Linked DNA regions of Mus musculus: regions 1, 3 and 4 are each linked to region 2. Evidence: chromatin contacts called from public HiChIP or PLAC-seq and promoter capture Hi-C data. All regions are on one chromosome and are shown on one strand. Each heading gives the region's core, a stretch centred on a gene start, on an enhancer-like site or on the middle of the called end of the contact. The rest is flanking DNA. Distances are from core to core; before and after follow the strand shown. Region 1 holds the start of Cpsf6 (cleavage and polyadenylation specific factor 6). Region 2 holds the start of Cnot2 (CCR4-NOT transcription complex, subunit 2). Region 3 holds the start of Ptprr (protein tyrosine phosphatase, receptor type, R). Region 4 has its middle 21 kb from the start of Gm31963.

Region 1 (5,391 bases), core at 2,265-4,764, 800 kb before region 2:
ATTCTTGACTGTTATTCTGACTCCATTTGGAATGAACTAAAGCCCAAAAATATCGTAGGGATCTTCTATTAAATCGAAGTGGAAAGATCCACTTCTAATCTAGATATTTGAGGTAGGAAGACTCAACTTTAACCCAGATCTTTTTTGATCAAATATTTATTTATTTATTTATCTATTTATTTATTTAATGTATACGAGTACACCATTGCTCACTTCACACCAGAAGAGGGTTTCAGATCCCATTACAGATGGTTGTGAGCCACCATGTGATTGCTGGGAATTGAACTCAGGACCTGTTAGAAGAGCAGTCGGTGCTCTTAACTGCTGAGTCATCTCTCGAGCCCTAATATCCAGATCTTTTGAGGTAGGAAGACCCGCCTCTAGTCTGGGCCACACCTTCTGCTGGAAGCCAATATAAGAGCATGGAGAAAGGAAGCTTTTACCTTTGGCTGCTTGCTCTCGCAAGCAAAAGGATCGCAAGTCCATTCCTACTTCTTCTGGATTCTGGTATGTATTGAAGAGCAGCTGAGATATCCAGCCTGAACTGGATTCTCAGACTTTCCATTCATAGGAAGCCACAGTCGGACCACATCTCTAGTACATTCTACTAAATCTCTTTTCTAGAGATTTAAAGAGAGTCATTCTACAAATTCTCTTACTCTAGAGAACTCTGAATAATATACCCTTTCTTTCCTAAATTGCTTCTGGTTAGAGTGTTTTATTACAGCAACAGAAAAAAAAAATAACTGAAGCAGCCTTGTAAAACTTATATTGAGCTTCTGACCTCTAGAATTGAGGATAAAAAAAAAAATCTGTATTGTTTTGGTCTCTAACATTGTTACTAAGTTGTTACAGTAGCAATAGGAAAATAACACAGGGAGGTGAAAAAGCCATTTATGTGCAACATGTAACTTCCTATTGCATTTCTCCTAAGGACATTTGGACTTTCTGTACTATGTAGTCTTGAGACAAAAAGATTTTAGAACCTCCATCAAGAAATTGAGATGAAGTCGGGTGGTGGTGGCACACGCCTTTAATCCCACCAGAGGCAGAGGCAGAGGCAGGCGGATTTCTGAGTTTGAGGCCAGCTTGGTCTACAAAGTGAGTTCCAGGACAGCCAGGGCTATACAGAGAAACCCTGTCTCGAAAAACAAAACAAAAATAAACCCAAAAAACAAAAAACAAAAAACAAAAAAAAAAAAAAAAGAAAAGAGGGTAGTAGAGGCAGAGAAAGGCAGAGAGATGGAGAGAGGTAGAGGCTGGCCATGGCCACGTGAAGGGGGTGGGGGAGGGAAGGGAATGGGGAGAGAGGCAAGAGTAAGTGAGTAAGAGACAAAAGAAGCAAGAGCCACAAATATTTTAAATTTTGAAAATTGCTAAGTAAAAAGGTACTCTGAAGTTACAATTGAAAAAAAATGGAAACATTTTATTTATTTATTTATTTATTTATTTATTTATTTATTTATTTATTTAGGTCTTTTTGAGACAGGGTCCTTCTGTGTAGCCCTGGCTGTCCTGGAACAACTCACTCTGTAGATCAGGCAGGCCTCGAACTTTGGAGACCCCAACTGCCTCATCCTCCCGAATGCCACCACTGCCTGACATCAAAACATTCTTAAGATAGTGTGTGAGCAATCACCTGGCAGAGAAGTAGAAAGGATGGGGCCTCTATAGTAAGAGTGAGTCTGCTGTTGAGGGAATTATCAGATCTCAAAATGTAGCTGAGGGATAAAGCTGAGTTTTTGACTATTTTGGTTCTGGTTTTTGAGACAAGAATTTCTCTGTGTAGCCCTGGGACCACCGCTACTCAGCATTCATTTGACTTTTTTTTTTTTTTCCTTTCCCTGAGACAGGGTTTCTCTTTGTGGCCCTTGATCTGGAACTCACGCTGTAGACCAGGCTGGCCTCGAACTCAGAAATCTGCCTGCCTCTGCCTCCCAAGTGCTGGGATTAAAGGCGTGGGCCATCATTGCCCCGCATGCATTTGACCTCTAAGTAAACAAAATTTAGAGTCTAGGATTTTTCAACAGCGGTGGCCATCGTTAAGTCCCGTTTGTACCGTGGTCAATAGCGCTGGATTCTCTTCCGGGGTCAGGGTCTGATTCCCAGCACCCATGTAGTGGTTCATAAACCTGTCTAATACCAGTCTTAGTCGACTGATGTCCTTTTTTGCGCGCTCCCAGGACACTGCACACATGTGTAGTACACAGACTGTATGCAGGCAAAACACCCCGATGTATAAAAAAGGAATTTAAAGAAATGTTTATTCAGATTAAGAGATTAGTCTCTGTGACTGCAACCAAGATTTTACAGACATCTCAAGCATAGATGTTTCTTTAGGTTTTTGATGATTTCAGACCAGTCTGCATCTGGTATTTTTGTTATTATTATTATTTTGGTTATTGTTTTGCTTTTTTGTTAATTTGTTTGGCAGGGTGGGGCTGGAAGTGAGAGCAGTCAGAGGTGCTGAGTAGATCAGAGGACTACTTAAGAGGATTTGGTTCGGTTCTCTCTACGCTCCTTGAGAGCGCTGTGGGAACTGAATTTATATCAAGCACACAGGCAGCTGAGTGACCTGGTGAGTTTTTGAACGGGAAGGAAAGAAATAGGTGGAGCCGTTGGAAATGGAGAGAGATCTCTGAATCATATATCGGCGTCAAAAGGTGTGCACTTTTACGAGCCATGTAACCCCAGTTAAATAACTTATGCTCTACGAGTCCTTAGTTCTCTCATCTGTAAAACGGGATGTTTGGACCTCAAGCCACCGTTTTAATTTCCCTTCTAGCTCAGCATTCTGAATCCAGGAGTTCGTTGATTTAGGATACATCTGCTCTGTTGTACGTGCTCTAAAAATGAGGATAGAATCCTTTGAACGATGGCTGGAGAAAACCTACAACAGAGATAAAAAGGTAAAAGCAAGGGCAATGGGGGAGGAAGGGGGAAGAGGAGGATGTGAAGGAAGGAGCGGAAAAGATGCTTACAACTGCATAAAGATAAGAGATGCAAATATGCTATATGCAAATAACTCAAAAAATTCAGTTGTCTGAAGAAGCAAGAATAAGACATTGGCCAGGACATCATATCTCGCTTTTAATTGCGTACACATAACTCTCATCTCTCGAAACCTTGGAAGCAAAAAAAAAAAAAAAAAGTAGGAAAAAAATGAAAACGCAAATATATAAATATCTATCTCTCTCTATATAGATGTATATATATCTATATCTCTCACTAGATAGATCTCTCATCTATAGATATGTAGATAGATAAATAGTGCCAGAAGCAGTTTGAAAAGACAGTCTCTGAAAACAAGCGGGTTCCATGGCATGCGGTATGGCGGGGTAGCACAGGAAATCACGCCCCTGCCCCAGCCGCGGCTTAATCCTGCACACAAAGGAACGAGTTAGCGCCTCGGAACCGCCGCGGACCTTCGGCGGGGTCCCCCGTCACCAGCAGCGGGCCGCTGCGCCCTGGTCTCCGCCCCTCGGAAGTGACGTAGGGCGCCCCGCCCCCACCGCCAGATCCGCTGCTGCTGCCTCGGCGGGCCGACCTGCAGGAGGCGGCGGCGGCGGCGGCCGAGGCCGAGGGAAGATGGCGGACGGTGTGGACCACATAGACATTTACGCGGATGTGGGTGAAGAGTTCAACCAGGTACGTGAGGGTCCGGGCTCCGCCGCCGCCGCCGCCGCAGACTGTGCCGCGGCCCGGACGCCCGGCTGACCAGGGCCGCCGCGGGCCGCGAGCCGGCTTCGCTGCAGACCGTGCGCCCTTGGCGCCTCCGGGCCGCGCCGCCGTGCGCGACGGCCCCTCAGCCCTTGTTCTCGCGCGTCGTTTTGCGGGCCGCGGGGCTCTGGAGCGCGGGGCCCGGTCGCCCTGCAGCCGCCCGCCCGGTTCCTCCGGACGGTCTCCCGCTCCATTGTTGGCTCGGTGGCGGGCGCTTCCCGCCGAGCTAGGCCGCGTGTGCGGGGCGGGGAGAACGGGCCGCCGCGCCCCCTCCCCCGCGGCCGGCCAGAGGGGAAGCCCTGGCCCGGCCGCGCGCTCGCCCGCCGCCTCCATCCCGGCCCTGCCGCCTCGGGTTCCGATTCCTCCTCCCGCCGCTCCATTTTGTGTCTCTGTCCGCGCACGGTCGCCTCATGGAAGGCCGCGTTCACAGCCCTTTGTATCCCGCGCGCCCGCTCTCCCTGGGCTCCCGCTCGCCTTTGCGACGGGTTTCGGCGTGGCGCCCGGTTCCTTGCTCGCCGGTCCCCTTAAGGGAAGGCTGCTTAGGTTTGGTTCCATCCGCAACAAGTCATCTGACTTTTGGAGCCACCGATCGCATTTAAAAGTCGGTGCGTCGGCCCGCCTTGGTCATCGAGGGTTTGCAGTGCCTCCGAGGCCCAGTCCTTGGCCTTTGTGAAGCGAAATATCGGAGAGGATAAATGGCTTGCGCCAAAGACTTGGGAGCGCGGTGGCTGGACAGAACAAAAAAGATGGTGGTATCCTAGCTTAACAGACCGGAGAGACTGAAAGGGAGACCGGCCACTCGGAATCGGAATCCTGGGTAGCGTGCCTGACAAGTCGTTGTGAACGTGACTGTAGTTTGAAAGCGAAGTGTTTGCCCTGTGGGCTCGACTTCACGGTTTGAAAGGCTGGAGAAAGTGAGACGTGTAAGGTTTTCCGGTCTCACCCGCCTGGGATGCCTAGAACCAGCGTCTCATGATGAATAAATATCCTTGGAAGGGTCTGCTTGCCAGGGTTTGGATCGTCTAGCCTCTTACTGCCCTCTAAATATTTTTTTTTTTTTAGTGCATTTCCTATATTCACGGTTTTCAAATTTACACCCCACCATATTAAAAAATTCTAAGGTACGGATGAGAACCTGAATAAAATGCCATTGGTTTGTATGGCGTTTTCCCTCCATTGTTTATGACTAGGGATATAAGACTTGAACGAAACAGTGAAAACTCTTAAATCCTTACTGCTTCGTTTTTCAAGAATGACTGTGCTTTTGGCTTAAATGTTAGAAAAGAAAAGCAAATTGTCGTAGGATTTTAATTACTGCTGACAGAGTTTCTCTGTGTAGCCCTGGCTGTTCTGGAACTCATTCTGTAGTCGAGGCTGGCCTCGAACTCAGAGAGATCCGCCTGCCTCTGCCTCTGCCTCTGCCTTCCGAGTGCCTGGAGAGGTTAAACTTTTTTGACCTCAACGAGGAACTACTTTGTAGGCCTCTTTTTTATAACTGTAGCTTTTCGTTGACTTGGTACTTTTAGCATTGTATCTAATACGTGGTTGTGTACTTTTACAAGTAAAATCTTTGTAGGTTTAAGTAGATTAATTGGGAGATTTAAGTAACTTTTCCCAAAATACCTTGTTTGCAGCTCTGGATACTGAATGAACCCAGGGCTTTGCACATCT
Region 2 (5,116 bases), core at 2,543-5,042:
GAAGGCCTGCCAGAGACAACGTAACCCAGGATGACCCTTCCTTCCCTCGAGTCTAGGTTACCCTCAAATGTGTGCGGATCTCTTTGAGTCAGCTTCCCAGGTGTTGGGATTAGAGGTGGCTCAATGTCTAACTCTAAATAGTGGTTTTGATTAAAAAACAAACCAACCAAACCAAAAAAACAACCAATTTCCCCTAAGATCAAAACCTGAAAGGAATGTAGTGCAGTTACCATGTTCTGACCCATGAAGCCCTGAAGGGTCTCAGTTACTACCAGTGTAAGGTTGTACCAATTCCTATGTGTACATGTTACACTGGCAGGCCGAGCACAACAGGGAGGAGCGAAGGGATGAGAGGCACCTGCTTTTATTCTAAGGGTTGTTCTGGGAGAATACTGCATGATAAGGACTAGAGAGAGGGAGAGATTGTAATCAACTGGTCATCAGTGCTATCACGTGGCTCTGACGTAGGCTAGGAAGTCTTTACTCCAGGTAGCCATGTGCCCACATTTACTACTCAGAAAGAGAAGGATTTGGGGAAACAACTAGCAGTCTGTGCAAGAAGGCTGGAACCAGAGCATAGGAGAAGGCAGAGCTTGAGCGGCCATTTGGGTTTACTCTATATGTACATATGGGAGCTAGAGTAGGGTTTTAAAACACCAAGGAACATAACTGAATAAAAACATTAAAGTGATGCTTCTGGCTGGTACACAGGAACAGTTGACAGGAGTGGGCTGCTGAGAAGGGGCGGGGTTCAGAACATTTGTAGAGTTCTCAGTAAATGCTGCTAAGATGGATGCAGACAGAAGTCACAGTGGCTTCCTAACTCCAGGCTAAATCTGTAAACAGGGTCACTGCTGATGGGATTCGGGCGAGGGAGAAGTCAGCCATGCTTTTCCAGGCAGTCTGAGGTCCTTGTCCTTTCCGTTCCTTGTCACGGCAAACATGCTACCTAGTAATTTTGTTTTTTTTTTTTGTTTTGTTTTGTTTTTCGGAGACAGGGTTTCTCTGTGTAGCCCTGGCTGTCCTGGAACTCACTCTGTAGACCAGGCTGGCCTTGAACTAAGAAATCCGCCTGCCTCTGCCTCCCAAGTGCTGGAATTAAAGGTGTGCGCCACCACCGCCCGGCAGCAACCTAGTATTATATCCACATTTTTTGGTTTGTTTTTTAAGGGAGGCCTTTCCTTCTGCAAATATATACAAACTCATTTTTTCCTTAATAAAGCCTTTCCCCCTCAATCCAATCGAGTTTTCTATGAGGTGCACAAAACAACATCTCTCAAAACCACATAAATATACTCATCAGTATGAACTATTTTCAAGCAAAAGTAACAAAATTATTAGACCTGTTCACTATCAAAAATATTTTTAAGACAAATTGGATAACTATGATCATTATTAACAACTGTTATGAAGCTGTTTTATTGGAGACAGATCTTATAGAATATGTTGTTCAGGTTAGCCTCAAATTTTGATTGACTCTCATGCCTAAGTCTCCACAGTAATAGGTTACAACAAATGTCACTATGTCTGGCTTTGAAGATGAAGTCATTTTGTTTTTACAAGGTATTAATATATATGTATGTGTGTGTGTATATATATATATATATATATATATGTATATATATATATATATATATACATATATATATATATTCCTGTGTCATCTGCAACTAGCTATGCAGACCAGGCTGATCTGGAACTCAGAGATTGGCCTGTCTCTGCTTTCCATGTGCTAGATATAAAGATCTGTGAAATTATGCCCTGAAAAGAAGTTTTCGGTGCGACAGGATGATTTAAGATTTTTATTGAGTGCATACATCTTTTATTGAGTGCATACATCGTCACGTTGAGCCATCAATACAGCCTTTAGCAAATGCTAGGACGTTCATGGAGTTTTTCCTAGCATCCCTGTTCCACACATTAATTAAGAAAATGGTCTTATCTCACCTGGTAAAGTCCAAGCATAGCAATACTCTCAGACCTTCCCCAGTGACAGCAATGTTTAAATTTTGACAAAAATGTGTTTTTAAGTTAATATACGTAAGAAGAGTAATGAATTAGAATATTTAATGTTACTTAATGTGATAATGCTACTACATACACATTAAGGGCTCCCAATAACGAGCAGCCAGATTAAGGTGCTCTGCATTGCATGCATTCACGCACATGAGCTGCACACGCCTAGAGTAGCCAGTCTTTGAACACACTACCTTATGGCAGTAGATGCTAACTTGAGAGGAAGAGAAAGCAGACGAGACAGGAAGGCACGGTTGGGGGAGGGGCCATGTAGGACTGTGTTGTTCCTTCTTGAATTTCCCTAAAGTGAAAAACCAACAAAACACAAAACGGTGAAAAGGAGTATTTAATGAAATGAACAACCTAGCAAAATAAACCTTTTTTTTCTACTGGCTACACCAGTTCCTGTCCGCATTTAAACAAATTTGCATATCTGCTGATACTGCATATCTGCTATGTCAAATTACTTTCAAAACCATGACAAAGGTACTTTTAATTTCACCGTAGGCTATTGTATCCTATTTCTTGCCTTTAGCTTTCTATGATAAAAATATATATCGCTTCCGTTTATCACAGAATCTATATCTAACTATATAGACTGGCGGGCTGGAAGGAGGTAATTTATTAAACTACAGCAGAAACTTTATTTACTTCAAATGAGTAGTAATCCGCATTAGTAAGCTCTACCACTCAAACATGAACAGCGATACGTTATGAAACTCGCAACTTCAAAGCACAAAGAGGCTTTTTAGCAAGTTAAGTAACCGTAAAACACGAAGTTTGTGGATGTTCAAAGGTGTAAACTAAGAGTATTACAGCAATAAAAAGTAATTTCACTTTCAGGGACAGTCCGGCTTTGGAGAGCAAAACACTTTAGTTCCCAACCACAGCCACCGTATTTTCAAAAGGTCTAGTGGATGAGCCAGCTGGTCACTAAGGTTTACCAAGGGCGCGCCGGGCGGGAACTAAATAAAGTGCCACAAACACCGTTCGGTTAGATTAAGTACTCCCGGCAGTGCTTTAAAAACACGCTTCCCCCTTACTTCCTCTCACCAGGTTTAGACCGGGGGGGGGGGGGGCAGGTAAAAAAAAGGGGAGCATGAAAAGGAAGAGGGGGCGGCGATCAAACGCCTAGGTTCCAGCGGAGGGGAACTCACTGCTCGGGAGGTGCGGGCGGCGTGCGGCGGGTGTCTGGGGGAGCGCACCCAGGTAGCGCAGGCAGCGGGGCGGTGGGAGGACCGAAGCACCGCAGGCACCGCACCGCACCGCGCCGCGCAGCAGGCTGGGGACAGCCCGGGGACAGCCCGCAGGAGGTGCTCGGGGGCGGGGTGTCCGAGGAAAACACAAACACAAACACGCTGCGCGTCCCCCGGTGGGCGGACCCACGCCACCCTCGGCTTCTCCCCGCCCCCGAGGCCGCGCTCGCCCGCTCGCTCGGACCCCAGGCCGCAGCTCCAGGCGTGGCCGCAGCAGCTCCCGGCGTGGCGGCGGTCTGGCTTCGGGAGCCCGGAGAGGCCGCCCAGGCCCCACTCTCCTCGGTCACCGCCACAAGACAGCGCCGCACCTTCCGCGGGAGGCGGCGGAAGCCCGGGAAGGCTCCAGGCGAGCGTTGTGCTTCTCACGGTCGACTGGCGTACGGGCGGCGTTCCGTCCATTCGGCGAGCCTCGCTCGCTCGCCGGCTTCTGCTGCTGCAGCCGCCGTCGCCGCCGCCTTCGAGCGGAGTCGGAGCGACGGGGGTCACGGCGGGGGTCAGAGGGTAAAGGTCTTGCTCCCAGCAGCCTCCGCGGTGGATACGTCGCCATCTTGGATCCGCGGGACAAGAAAATTCATGCGGTGAGTTTTTGGCCAATTTTCGGAAGTCTGGCGGCGGGGCACGCGGCGGGGGAGGCGGATTGGGGGCCCCCTCAAGGCGGGGGAATGCCTCGGGGCTGGTCCGGTCGCGCCCGGGGTCCGCGGGTAGCGTCCCGGCCCGCCGCTTCCCGTTGCTTTTGTCTCGGCTCCAATCGAGAGAGGGAAGAGCGGAGCGGGCGGGCGGGCGGGCGGGGAGGGGGTGGCGGCGCTGGAGGAGGGAGGGGGTGTGTGGCGGGGTGGACGGGACGTAAAGCGTCGCCGTGCTCGGGCCGCCACCGCCGCCACCACCGCAGCTACCGCAGCCGCAGCCGCTCCGGAGCTTAGGCCCGGGCCCCCGCTGCCCGCCGCGGGGCTTCCCCGGCTCCCGCCGGCGCGGAGCAGCCGCTGCCGCCGTGCTGCTTCCTGGGCTAGGAGAGAAGGCAGCGGCGGCGGTGGCGGCGGCAGCAGCATCCAGGAGCCCCGGCCACTGGACACGGCTCCTGCCTGCCACGTTCCCAGCAGCTGCTGGTCCTTGAAGCTTTACGTTTCTGGCCATACACGCGCATCCTCCGCCACTTGTGTGGTTTTCTTTTCTTTCTTTCTTTTTTTTTTTTTATTTGTTTGTTTGTGTAAGATGGGGACATCGCACTGGCTAACGGGCCTCGGGAGCCTCCAGGCCCTGAGCTATACCGAAGGGGCCTTTCTTGCAAGGTGGAAAGGCGAGAGAGAAACTCAGATGCTGCTTCTGCCCCCGTGCCTGGAGTGGGAAGCCTCTCTAGTGGTGTAGCCTCTTGAGTTCCGATGGTCCTGGGGCGGCGGAGGAGGAACCCGAGCCACTCTTGTGAAGTTGCAAGCCCTGGTTTCTACTTCCGCCGGGCCCCCTCTACCTTTTGCCGTTTTGTTTTAGGTCTTCACTTCAAAGTTTCATAGAAGAAATAAGTTGGGTTAAAAGAAACCCGGTAGTTCTTAATTGAGGTACTGTTTGCTTAGGAGAAAAGCTTATAATTCTTGTTATCTGTAGGCCCTTCGGGAAATCTAATTGTAATTTTATTTTTGTAAAATTATTTCTAAGGTTTTGTTATTTGCATTTACGTTAGATCCAATCAGTACGCTTTTACCTCCAAAAGAAAATAAAAATAAATAAATCTTACACATAGGTACTTTCTTGGAAATCCTAGGGGGACATCTCCACTTTTCAACATCTGGGAAGACAAGTGTTAAGAGTGTTTTGCTTCATTTTCATTAAATCCTTAGTCAAAGATTTCTCTT
Region 3 (5,130 bases), core at 1,329-3,828, 560 kb after region 2:
AGGTCAAGAAAGCCACATTTATTTGAGTTCTGATGAAAAGCCCAAACAGTAATATTAGGTAGCTCTGATGCATTTTAATCTGATGACAGCCTGTGACCCACAAATTGCTGTTTAAAATTAAAAATGAATCCAAAATGAAACTGGCAAGACAATTACAATCCCAGACTTGTAATCTGCTTTGACAAGACACCATTCCAAAGCACTGTATTAAATACAAATACAATTAATGTATATGTAGCATACTGCAATTGAAACCTGAAATATGTAGTAAATCACCAGTTGCCTTATGAAACTAAACTTGGCTGGATAATCTTATTTTTAATCTTTTTTTACATGTTAAGAAGGCAAAGTGCAGATTATAGATTTGCTTTGACTTTTGTAATACACACTTTGGCAAACCTCCAGACATCATCGAGGGATGCAGACTTCATCGAGGGATGCAGACTTCCAGGTTTCACCTCTGATGAGAAAATGCTCTCTATTTCCCTTATCCCCAGGGTTCATCCATAATAAATTAGAAATGTTTTCTGCATGCTTAATATGAAGTCTATTTATAATTTCAAGCTTATAACTACTTAGTATGCATTAATTACAATCCCTAACATTTGTTTATACATAATTTTCAAGAATAACTTCACTGATGTATTTTATCAGATAATTAATTACTTAACTGGATAGCAATGAAAACTTTTTTTTTGGCAATGGCTATTTTTTCAGTTGTACCATTAAACAGTATTGGATGTAAAACAATAACAGTGTTCATGTTTTCATCATCATATATTTTAACGTTAAATAATTACATGTGGCAATGAAATGTTTGCAAATAATTTAATGACCAAATCATAGCTTTTTCTCCCACTGGTTTTTCAAGATACCAGAGAACCACTGAACACCCCACAATGTAATATTGTATCTATGATAATTAACACACATCCTTAATTATAGCCTTATTGTTCCTATACATTGTTTGTTTCTAAATTCACAATGCATTTAAATAGCAATTGCTGGGACAAAAAAAGTACTACATCTCACTCCCATCATTGCATACATGAAAAAAAAAACACTCAGTCTTTTGGAGCACTATAACAAGGATTGTAGGTGTGTGTGTGTGTGTGTGTGTGTGTGTGTGTGTGTGTGTTCACAGTAGCATAATACACTCCCACTCGGTGTACTTAGAGAAATGAATGCGTGTGAAAGAAACTCAAAGAAAAGGTCTGTGCTTGCTACAGGATCACTGCATGGACAACTGCGGTCTCGGCAGGGTTCCTGAAATCTCTCTGCCATGTTTTATTTTGGTTCCCGTGTGTGAAAATCACCTAGGGTGCAGTCCAGTGAGCCTGTCCACAGGGTTAGAGGAGCCAGGTGACACCGAATATAAAATTCCTAGGCACTTTATCAGCTGTGCATCCCTAGAACTACACAGTGATTCTTGTGTCCAATCTATTTTTATGTGTTTACACTCTCGCTGCCTCCCATCCAATCTATCCTGGGGACACAGTGATAAAAAACCCCCAGGCTTGTCAGCGTGGTTGGGTTTTTCTTTACTGACTGCGGATACTGACCGTGGTGCTGAAATAGAGAGGAGCCTCCGGTTTGAAACCTTTCCTTCCTCTTATTGGTTCAGAAAACCCGAATGACAAGAGCAGGGGCCAAAGCAGCCTAGAGCAGCATGATGAATAAACCGAGCATTTGGCTCTTAGGGGCGGAGATGCAGACCGTCAGGTTACAGACAGGGCATCCCCGTGAGCGCTCGCTACACTGGGAGATCTTATGGATGTAGCCGCTGCAGTAGGAAGGGCTTCATCCAGCAGGGTGTCTCATCTCTTTTTCCCTGTAAAATGTGCAACCAAGCGCAAAGCCTAGAAGCACAAGCAGGAAAGCTCAATGGAGGGGGGACCAAATCTATATTCACATTAAAAACTGTTCACTCTTCGCCATGCAAGATAAAGAAGGGAGAGCTGAATTTAGCCTAAGTTTTCAGCCCTAGCCTTCCAACAGGTGCACTCTCTCACCCCTCAGACATTATCCCAAATCTTTCTCTGCCAGGCAAGCTTTCCCTGGAGTCCTCTAGCGTGTGCTGTTTCCCATCTTCTCCTTAGCTTCAGCTCTGAACCCCGCAAGCCCTTACCTGCAGCATGAAGATTAAGAAGCAGGCACAGCGCAGGGAAGCCGACCGCTCTCCTCATAGTGTGTGCATTGAGGGTCAGAGGAGAAACTCCGCCGCAACCCCACTCTAGGCTAAGTGCTATTTGAGAGAACCACTGCCAAGAGTCCTTTGATCCCGGGCATCCGATGACAGGGTCCTCCGCTGGGGTACACAGAGCAGTCTGTGGCGTGCCTACAGAACCGAGCACCTGCTTCCTCTCCGCAAGGGATGGGGAGATACGAGAGTAGGATGCTGCGGGAGATGGGGACTCGAGGCTGATGGGGGCAAGACGCTCAGAAGAGGTGAGAGTTTGGCCTTCTGGAAGCCCGCAGCCGGTGGTGACAGTGGGGTGGACTCTAGTGCCAGCCTCCGAGCCAGGCAGCGCCTCTGCTGCCTGTGCAGCTAGCAGCAGCCGAGACACACCGAGGCACTGAGCATGCCCAGCTCCGGCCCTGGCTAGGGAGTTTCAAATCGAAATTCCACCTCTCCGGGTCTTAGCTGAGACTGCGAGGGGAACAAGCTCCACGAGGAGGAGGAGGGGGAGGAGGGGCTGGAGGCTAGCTTTAGGGACCTCCTAAATCTGAGGTCCTAGAGTTCCTCCTAAATCTGGGCGGGGGGAGGAGTTGAGTGGGGAGGGAAGAGGCGGGGCCAGGACCACAGAAACCCAAGGAGGGAAGTGGAGGGGGCCACTCATCTGGTTCCTTCCTCACATTTTTGAATCACGCGTGGACTCAGCTCACTGTGGCAACTAAATGCTTGCAGGCTGACCAGTTTCCCAGTATGTCCCCACCCTAGTGAAGCATAGGCAAGCAGCGAGTTCTGGCCTGGTTGGGCAAATGTTCCCACTTACAGCCTGCTGTGTTTAAGCAAACGGGATATTCCGAGAGCGCCCCCTTCTTGCCAATGAGCTCACCCCAGGCTTCTTTCTTCCAATCTTTGTACTTCCACTAAATTCAAGCCTCAAGTCTTTGACTGGAGTGCTTGAAAACAGGGAGGTCATACTTACAGGGTAGGGAAGTACACCCGTGTAATACGAAGGAAAGGAACGGTCTTTGGTGTTTTATGGAAATAATTACCTAAGATTTTATCATTAATTTAAAAAATAATGTATTGGGGTATTTTGCTTGCATGCCTGTCTGTCCACCACGCCTGTGTGTCATTGCCCTCAGAGGTCAAATGAGGTTGTTAAAAGGCTAGGATTGGATTTATGGATGGTTGCGAACTGCCACGCGGTCGCAGGAATAAGACCCGGGTCTTCTGGGAAAGTAAGGAGAGCTTTTCACAGCTGAGCCACTCAAGCCTTATCAACTTAACTCGACTTCTCCGCTCCAATCCTGTACCTTTAACGAGGCTCGCACAGTGTGCAAATATATGCACTTTTAGTTCCTTTACCTAAGTTGGTAGGATGAAGATCCTTACCATTCTAGTGACTAATTACTCTAAGGCCAAATGTCCCTCAGCCAAGCTCCCTTCAAGACTGTTCATCTTCTGCTTCTATTCGCAGGTTTCCCTTCTGCCTCTTCGGCAATGGACCTCACTCAGACCACTGCCCACCCAGTTGCTTACAAAGGTCTAAATTTGTTTTTTTCTTAAGAAGCTTTGGGCTAACCTGACATTATAATGTCCTTCCTCTTCCCCGCTTTTTGAACACCGCCACACACACACACACACACACACACACACACACACACATATATATATATATATATATATATATATATATATATATATTTTTTTTTTCCTCTCTCTCTCTCAAACGGTTCGTTTATCTGTGACACACATTTCGCCAACTGCAGGCTCTTTGAGAAGCTCTAAATTTTGCATTAACTTAAATTGAATAAAATCGTGCTGGCCAAATACGAGGTAGTAATAAGTGCTCATTGAATTGAACTGCGAGGCTCATTGAGTGCTTTCTTCCTGCATCCCCTGAGGACTGAGACAGCTAATAGGAAGCCAGATAATCAACAGAACCGAAATTAGGACCGGCCTCAAAGGCTCTGGGTGCTCAGGCAGTGCCACCTATTTCTTTTATAATTTTTTGTATCAAGAGCTCTGAGAAGACAAGGCCAGGAATTAAACTCTAACAGGTGGAGTGTGAGCAAGATGACATGTATTTTTAATACCTCACCATTCTCTCTGTCCTAAAAATAGAAGCATAAAAAGCACTCTTGCTGCTCCCCTGGTTGTGCCTGTGACTGTAGTGGGCTCTGCCTCTGAGGACCAGAGTTTCGCCGAGACTTTTCTGCAATCTTTTCTGCAGCTTTGACCCTTGCATCAGAGTTTCTTTTTCTGTTTCTGTTTGCCATATTATTTTCTGATATACAGGCAGTTATATTTCTATAGTTTATATTCTTTCATCCATACTCCTTTGGCCCTAGGATACAATCTCTAGAATGACAGAGTTGTAGACAGGGTTTCTATTCCTGCACAAAACATCATGACCAAGAAACAAGTTGGGGAGGAAAGGGTTTATTCATCTTACACTTCCCACATTGTTGTTCATCACCAAAGGAAGTCAGGACTGGAACGCAAGCAGGTCAGGAAGCTGATACAGAGGCCATCGAGGAATGTTACTTACTGGCTTGCTTCCCTTGGCTTGCTCAGCTTGCTCTCTTATAGAACCCAAGACTACCAGCCCAGGGATGGCACTGCCCACAAGGGGCCTTTCCCCCTTGATCACCAACTGAGAAAATGTCTCACAGCTGGATCTCATGGAGGCATTTCCCCAACTGAAACTCCAACCTTTGTCAAGTTGACACACAAAACCAGCCAGTACAGACTTTTGGGGGGCTTTACTCACTTTAAGTAACCCAACTGCCCAGACCAACACTTCACACAACAACCATGCTCAAAACCAATAAAGGTCATCTGGATGAGATGCTCCAAAACAGGTGGGCAGCCTGGCTGGTACTGCTACTGAATTTATCTCCCAGATGCACTGTATACCCATGTTTAGAGGTAAGTGGAGTAAAATCCTTCTTAGC
Region 4 (5,693 bases), core at 1,489-3,988, 620 kb before region 2:
GTGACCTGAACTGACAAATGCACACAAACACACAAATACGTATAGTACATTCACAAATAAGTATAGTACATTTATAAAGATTAGACAGAACATAATAGTGAAATTGACCATTGTGGTCATTGCGTAAGAATAACCACTCTGACCTCAGCACTCACTGTGGAGGTAGAGAAAGGTAGAGATCTCTGTGAGTTCAAGGTCAGCCTAGTGTTCACAGTGGGTTCCAGTGAGATCATGCAAATAAATAGATAGATAGAAAGACAGAGAGATAAATAAGAAAATCAATAACCACTTTAGCTAGGCATGGTAGCACTACATGACCTTACTTGCAGAGCACAGAGGTGAGTGAAGTCAAAAGTTCAAGGTCACCTCCAGCCACATGTGGAGTTCAAGTCCTGCCCGGGGTACATGGGACGAGACCTGAAGTGACCAGCTGTTCCTTGAACTCTGTGTGTGTGTGTGTGTGCACCTGATGGCCAAAACCAGTGCTGAGTACAGAGTACCCTTGCTGGTTAGCTTCTACCAATTTCACAGAAACTAGAGTCACGCTGGAAGAACAAACCTCCAGCTGAAGAGATATGCTTCCACCAGACGGAGTGTGGACCTGTCTGTGGGGCATTTCCTTGACTTCTAATGGATGAAGGGCCCAGCCCACATGGGCAATGCTACTCTTGGGTAAGTGGGTCTGGGCTGTGTAAGAAAGGTAGCTGGGCACCAGCTCAGGAGCAGATCAATAAGCAGGGCTCCTCTGTGGTCTCGGCTTCCATTCCCATCTCAGGCTCCTACCTCTAGTTCATGCCTTTGCCCCTTGATGGTGGATCATGGCTGGGACGCCCAATAAGTCTTTTCCTCCACAAGTTGCTTTTGGTCCTGGTGTTTGTCACAGTGACAGGAAAAGAGACTAGGTTAGCTTCTTTTGTAGAAAAGGAACTAAGAAAAAACAAACAAACAAAACAAATAAACCAATGGGCTCTCAGGTAGCCCAGCTAATTTCAGACTTACTGTGTAGCCGAGGACAATCTTAAACTTCTCTCTTGCTGCTACCTCCCAATTGCTGGAACATAGGTGTGTGCCACAGTGTGTCTTTTATGCAATATCTGATTGAGCCCAAGGCTTCATGGATGTAGTTAAGCATGTTTCACACCAAGCTTCATCCCTTGGTTAAAACAAAGGGTCGTTTAAACGAAGTCTTTCCACAGTACCACATCAAACCACAGTTGTGGCAATCTTTGCTTTCCTAGTCTAGCAAGATCGGCATTCCCTAGTAAACTTCAAGTCACATAGACTAGAGAGAAGTGTAGCTATACATAGGCAAAGGTATTAAAGCCAGATTGACTGTCGGTCAGCTGATGTGGGCCCCTGATCAGCGGCATCAGGGATGGGTTAGCATCTTCCATGGTTTTTGTCTTCAAGGAAATGTTTGCTTCCAGTAGATTTGTGAGATATCAATACAGTGGCAGAGAAGAATGTCTTCAGCAAAGGATCTCAGTGAGAGGGGAGTCAAAACTCTGAAAGACTGCATCCGTACTTGTTACTTTTCTAATGGCTGTGATCAAAACCAACAAGAAGCAACCTACGGGAGTAAGGGCTTATATTGGCTCACGGTTCGAAGGCACAGGCTGTTCATGGTGAGAAAAAACATGGCAGCAGAAGCAGCTGGCAGCTGCTCTGGTAAAAGCTCGAGGATGCTTGTTCACCTCCCTCCTGACCAGGACAAGAAGTAGGGCTTGGCTATAACCCTCAAGACCTGACAACCAGAGGCACACTTCCTCCTACCTACCTCTCAAAGGTTCCAGACTCTCCCAGAACAGTCCCGCTAGCTTGGGACCAAGTGTTTGAAAACCCGAGCCCATGGGAGATGTTTTACAGGCAAATTATACCACCACCAAAATTCTTGTAGGAGGCATACAGAAAATAGAATATGTACAGAAAACAAAATGAGTAATTTAAAGCCATAGACCGATGTACGAGCCAAGCCAGATTTCACATATGGGAGTGGCACTTGGACACAGGACTCAAGAAGCCAAAGGCAAGAGAAATGGGATCTTGTTTCCTGAGTTGATTTGTGAAGCTTCTATTTGGTAATAATATTCCCCCCCCTTTAAAGCCAGGTGAGGTGGCACAAGACGTTAATGCCAGCCTAGGGAGGCAGAGGCAGGTAGATCTCTGAGTTCAAGGCCAGCCTGGTCTACAGAGTGCATTTCAGGACAGTCAGGGCTACACAGAAAAATCTTGTCTCAAAAAAACAAAATAAAATTCTCTTCTTTAATCTAATGTGTGTATGTTTGCTGCGCATGCTGTGTGTACCACAGTGCTTATGGGATTCCCAAAGAATTAGAGTCACGGATGCTTGTAAGGAAACAGAAGTTGGGTCCTCTGAAAGAGCAGCAGGTACTGTTAGCTGCTGAGCCCTGTCTTTCTCCCCTCTCCATTTTATTTATTTATTTAGACCCAGGACCTCACTGTATAGCCCTGGCCAGCTATCTAAACCAGGCTAGCTCGGAACTCACAAAGATCTGCCTGCCTCTGTCTCTCAAGGGCTAGGATTAAACGTGTGCCTGGCTAGTATGTCTAACTCACGTGTGCACAAATCCTGTGTATTTGGTAGTTGCATAAGCAGATGTGAAACTGATGCTGACACAATATGGCCAAAAAACTCTGTGGCGAGGGGCTGGCCTGGGAGCCCAGCAAGAAGGTCAGCCTCCAGTGCTATGAGCACTGCTGTCTGAAGGTGGCAGCTTCTACCCTGGAGAATCTGTCTGGAGAGTCAAAAGACATGAAATACATTTTTAGAAGGTCAGTTCACATCTGCTTTCTATTTGTCATGTTTTGTCAGCACTTCTGTGAGAACAGGGCCATTACACCAGCCCAGAAAGCCAGAGGCAGCCAGATCCTGCAAGACTGGCACACCCCACACACCCCCACCCCTTGATCATGCCTTCCCTGCCACCCATCCTCAGAGCTGAAGATGCTGGTACAACCTCAACCTCAGCTCTCAGTTTCTGCCATGGTCAGTATGAAGAACAAGCACGAAGCACCCAGGCTTGCCAATCAACTGCTCTCCCTGCACTGCAGACCAACATTGACGACGCACAACTTAGGGGCTTCAGTCCACTGATGTGTTAATCATCTGACAAACAAGGAAAAGAAAATTCCCATCATTTTTTTTTTTAATTCTATTAACCATCTCCTCTAGCTGGGGACCTGGAATCTGTCCAAGAGACATACAGGCAAAGCCACTGGCTTCAGGAAAATCCCCGAACTAAGCAACCGAATTGCCTAGTCCTACTTATCAGGAGTAAGATTTCCCAACCGTGCTTATCTTGAAGCCTTTATCGGGAGCAAGGAGAGCTGGCTGTAGATGTGGTTCAAAGGGCAGCTGAGCAAGCACACAGGGTCCCTTGCTCGTCTCCTCCAGTCCTTCTATCGCCAAGCTCTGACTGGTTACGACAGGGTCGACAATTTGAAATGACTAGGCTTCCGTGACAGCTTGGGTCCCTCGTGGGTCGGTAGCAACAAACTTTCGGTGCTTTCTACTGAGCCGAAGAAAGTATCCAGTGAAGCACTCGGGAGTTCGAAGTCGTCCTTAGCTCACTGACTCTGTGAGATTCTGCTCAAAGCAAAGGAAGGCAAGAGTGGCAGCATCTGGTACTTGGCTAGAAAGAGACACTACCCAGTCTGGGTGAAGCCGAAGCACCAACATTATGGGCATTTCTGCTGTTGTTTGTTTTCTGAGACAGGGTTTCTCTGTGTAACCCTGGCTGTCTTGAAACTCTGTAGACCAGGCTGGCCTGGGACTCACAGAGATCCATCTGCCTCTGCCTCTGCTTCCTGAGTGCTGGGATTAAAGGCGAGTGCCACCACCACATGGCTATGGGTGAATGCTTTGAGGCCTCTGAGCAGAAGAAAGCTGACGACCAGGCCTGGGAATGTAGCTCATGGCTGAGCGTTGGCCTAGCGTGCACAGAGCTCCAGGGTTGACCTCCAGTACCATCCAAACTGGGGTACAGGCCCATAAAGTAGAGGCAAGAGGATCAGAAGGTTAAGGCAGTTAGCTCAGTAGAAAGTTTGAGGCGGCCAGCTCTACACGAGGCCCTGACTGAAAAGGAAAAGGAGTGAGCAGTTGCCATCTGTAACCTGCCTTATCAGGAGGCCAGAGCTCTGTGATCACAAACCGGCTCCTCGGGGACGATGATCACTGCGTTCTCTGCTGTGTTTAGAGCTAGTCTGGTGTGGACGCCCGACTCGCCAGCAAGGAAGACGCCACAACAGGATTCTTCTGCACACGTTTATTGGAAGAGCTTGATAGCGAAGGCGAAAGACCCCAGCCCCAAAACTGGTGCTGCTTATATAGGCCTAGGAGTGGCGTGTCTATACCTGATTGGTTGTGCTTTCAGTGCCTCATTTACATTCCCAGGGATGGGCTGTGACTTGACGTGAAACCCTTATGCACATGCGCACATTGGTGGTTTACCCGAACTTATGGGTGGTGGCCAGCAGTAACCAGCGCCATCTTGTAATGGTGTATGTGGCTTCCCACAGTCTGGAGATGAAGAAAGCACTTTGTTGGTTGCTGTCATTGCAACATTTTTAGGATCACTCATTGGCCCTGCTAGAAAACCACTCATTCTTGTGAAAAAATTCTCCAGGAAGGACAATAGGACAATAGGACTTGGTCTTTCTCTCTCTCTCTCTCTCTCACACACACACACACACACACACACACACACACAATCTCCAGACACACCAGAAGAGGGCGTCAGATCCCAGTACAGATGGCTGTGAGCCACCATATGGTTACTGGGACTTGAACTCAGGACCTTGCGTTCAAGATCTCTGGAAGAGCAATCAGTGCTCTTAACTACTGAGCGGTCTCTCCAGCCACCACCCTTTCTTTCTTTCATTTCTTCCTTTCTTCCTTTGCATATCTCCACAGGAAGAAAGAAATATTCAACTTAACTTCTCCTCCCCCTATACACACACACACAGAGAGAGAGAGAGAGAGAGAACTCTGCAAGTGTCTGAAACCAGAGGAGCCCCCAAACCAATCACTATTGGCAAGACCTTGTTTCAGGGTACAGAGAGCATTCAGCTAAGATTTTCTTGTCTACCTTCATCAAACAAAGCTGTATTCTAGGGAGAAAATCGAAGCTCATTCTGGTGGAGGCAGGCAGGTTCTGGCGATTGTCTTGTGTCGGTGGAACCCTCCTTGACGTGCATGCAGCTTTGGCAGATGGCCACAGACTTCTACACAGTGAGCAGAAGTTTCAAAATCTAAGTCACATTTGGACTGCAGATCGCGCTTGCCAGATGCGGGAGCTATTCCACGAGTCCTCAGAGATACGTTAATCTCCATTGCTCATTCTCTGCCACTTTGGTTGGTTTTGTTTCCTTTCTTGAGATAGTTGGGATTGAACTACAGGCCTCACACCTGCAAGGCAAGCCACTGTACACTTGAGCCATATCCCCAGCCCTGTATCCTTTTGTGCCATGTCGATAATAAGTCAAGTGTTCCTCTAAAACATTCACCTGTCAACAAAGGGCTGTATGTGTCGCAGTGAGCCAGCACCAAGGACGGGAATGACCCAGGTTCTTTTCTTCCATATTTCCCTTGGGAAACTCTGTCCCTGTAACTAGACCTGGCTCTTGTCTGCTTTATAGCAAAAGAAGCCTATGTCATCTAAATACATTTGGGA

Evidence for each region. Promoter capture Hi-C pulls out the DNA fragments that hold promoters and counts their contacts. HiChIP or PLAC-seq counts read pairs in DNA pulled down with a chosen protein or histone mark.
Region 1: a contact with region 2 is called in a promoter capture Hi-C map of pre-B cells, with 3 times the contacts expected there. The contact joins the promoter of Cpsf6 here to the promoter of Cnot2 in region 2. A contact is called at or near these places in 1 of 39 promoter capture datasets (pre-B cells) and 1 of 484 Hi-C or Micro-C datasets (the N1E-115 cell line).
Region 3: a promoter capture Hi-C map of hippocampal neurons shows a contact between it and region 2, with 2.2 times the contacts expected there. The contact joins the promoter of Ptprr here to the promoter of Cnot2 in region 2. A contact is called at or near these places in 2 of 39 promoter capture datasets (the 3T3-L1 cell line and hippocampal neurons).
Region 4: a contact with region 2 is called in an H3K27ac HiChIP or PLAC-seq map of extraembryonic endoderm stem cells, with 3 times the contacts expected there. The contact joins the enhancer-like site here to the promoter of Cnot2 in region 2. A contact is called at or near these places in 1 of 39 promoter capture datasets (cranial neural crest), 7 of 484 Hi-C or Micro-C datasets (CD4 T cells, the G1E-ER4 cell line, cardiomyocytes and 3 more), 4 of 115 datasets of contacts at active chromatin or transcription factors (cardiomyocytes, embryonic forebrain, extraembryonic endoderm stem cells and 1 more) and 2 of 9 other capture datasets (adipose tissue and liver).

The regions. Positions count from the first base shown.
Region 1 is chr10:117,375,096-117,380,486 of GRCm38.p6, reverse strand. Cpsf6 (cleavage and polyadenylation specific factor 6) reads left to right here and starts at 3,514. Exons shown (of 10, transcript NM_001013391.2): 1 at 3,514-3,648. The coding sequence starts at 3,589.
Region 2 is chr10:116,580,187-116,585,302 of GRCm38.p6, reverse strand. Cnot2 (CCR4-NOT transcription complex, subunit 2) reads left to right here and starts at 3,792. Exons shown (of 16, transcript NM_001037846.3): 1 at 3,792-3,850.
Region 3 is chr10:116,015,811-116,020,940 of GRCm38.p6, reverse strand. Ptprr (protein tyrosine phosphatase, receptor type, R) reads right to left here and starts at 2,578. Exons shown (of 14, transcript NM_011217.2): 1 at 2,129-2,578. The coding sequence starts at 2,186.
Region 4 is chr10:117,200,861-117,206,553 of GRCm38.p6, reverse strand. No RefSeq gene overlaps it. Among named protein-coding and RNA genes, the nearest start is that of Gm31963, 21 kb to the left of the region's middle. Within about 2 kb of position 2,738, at least 36 of the 459 cell types and tissues checked have an H3K27ac peak or open chromatin away from gene starts, as enhancers often do. A contact at or near this core is called in extraembryonic endoderm stem cells, where this site is marked.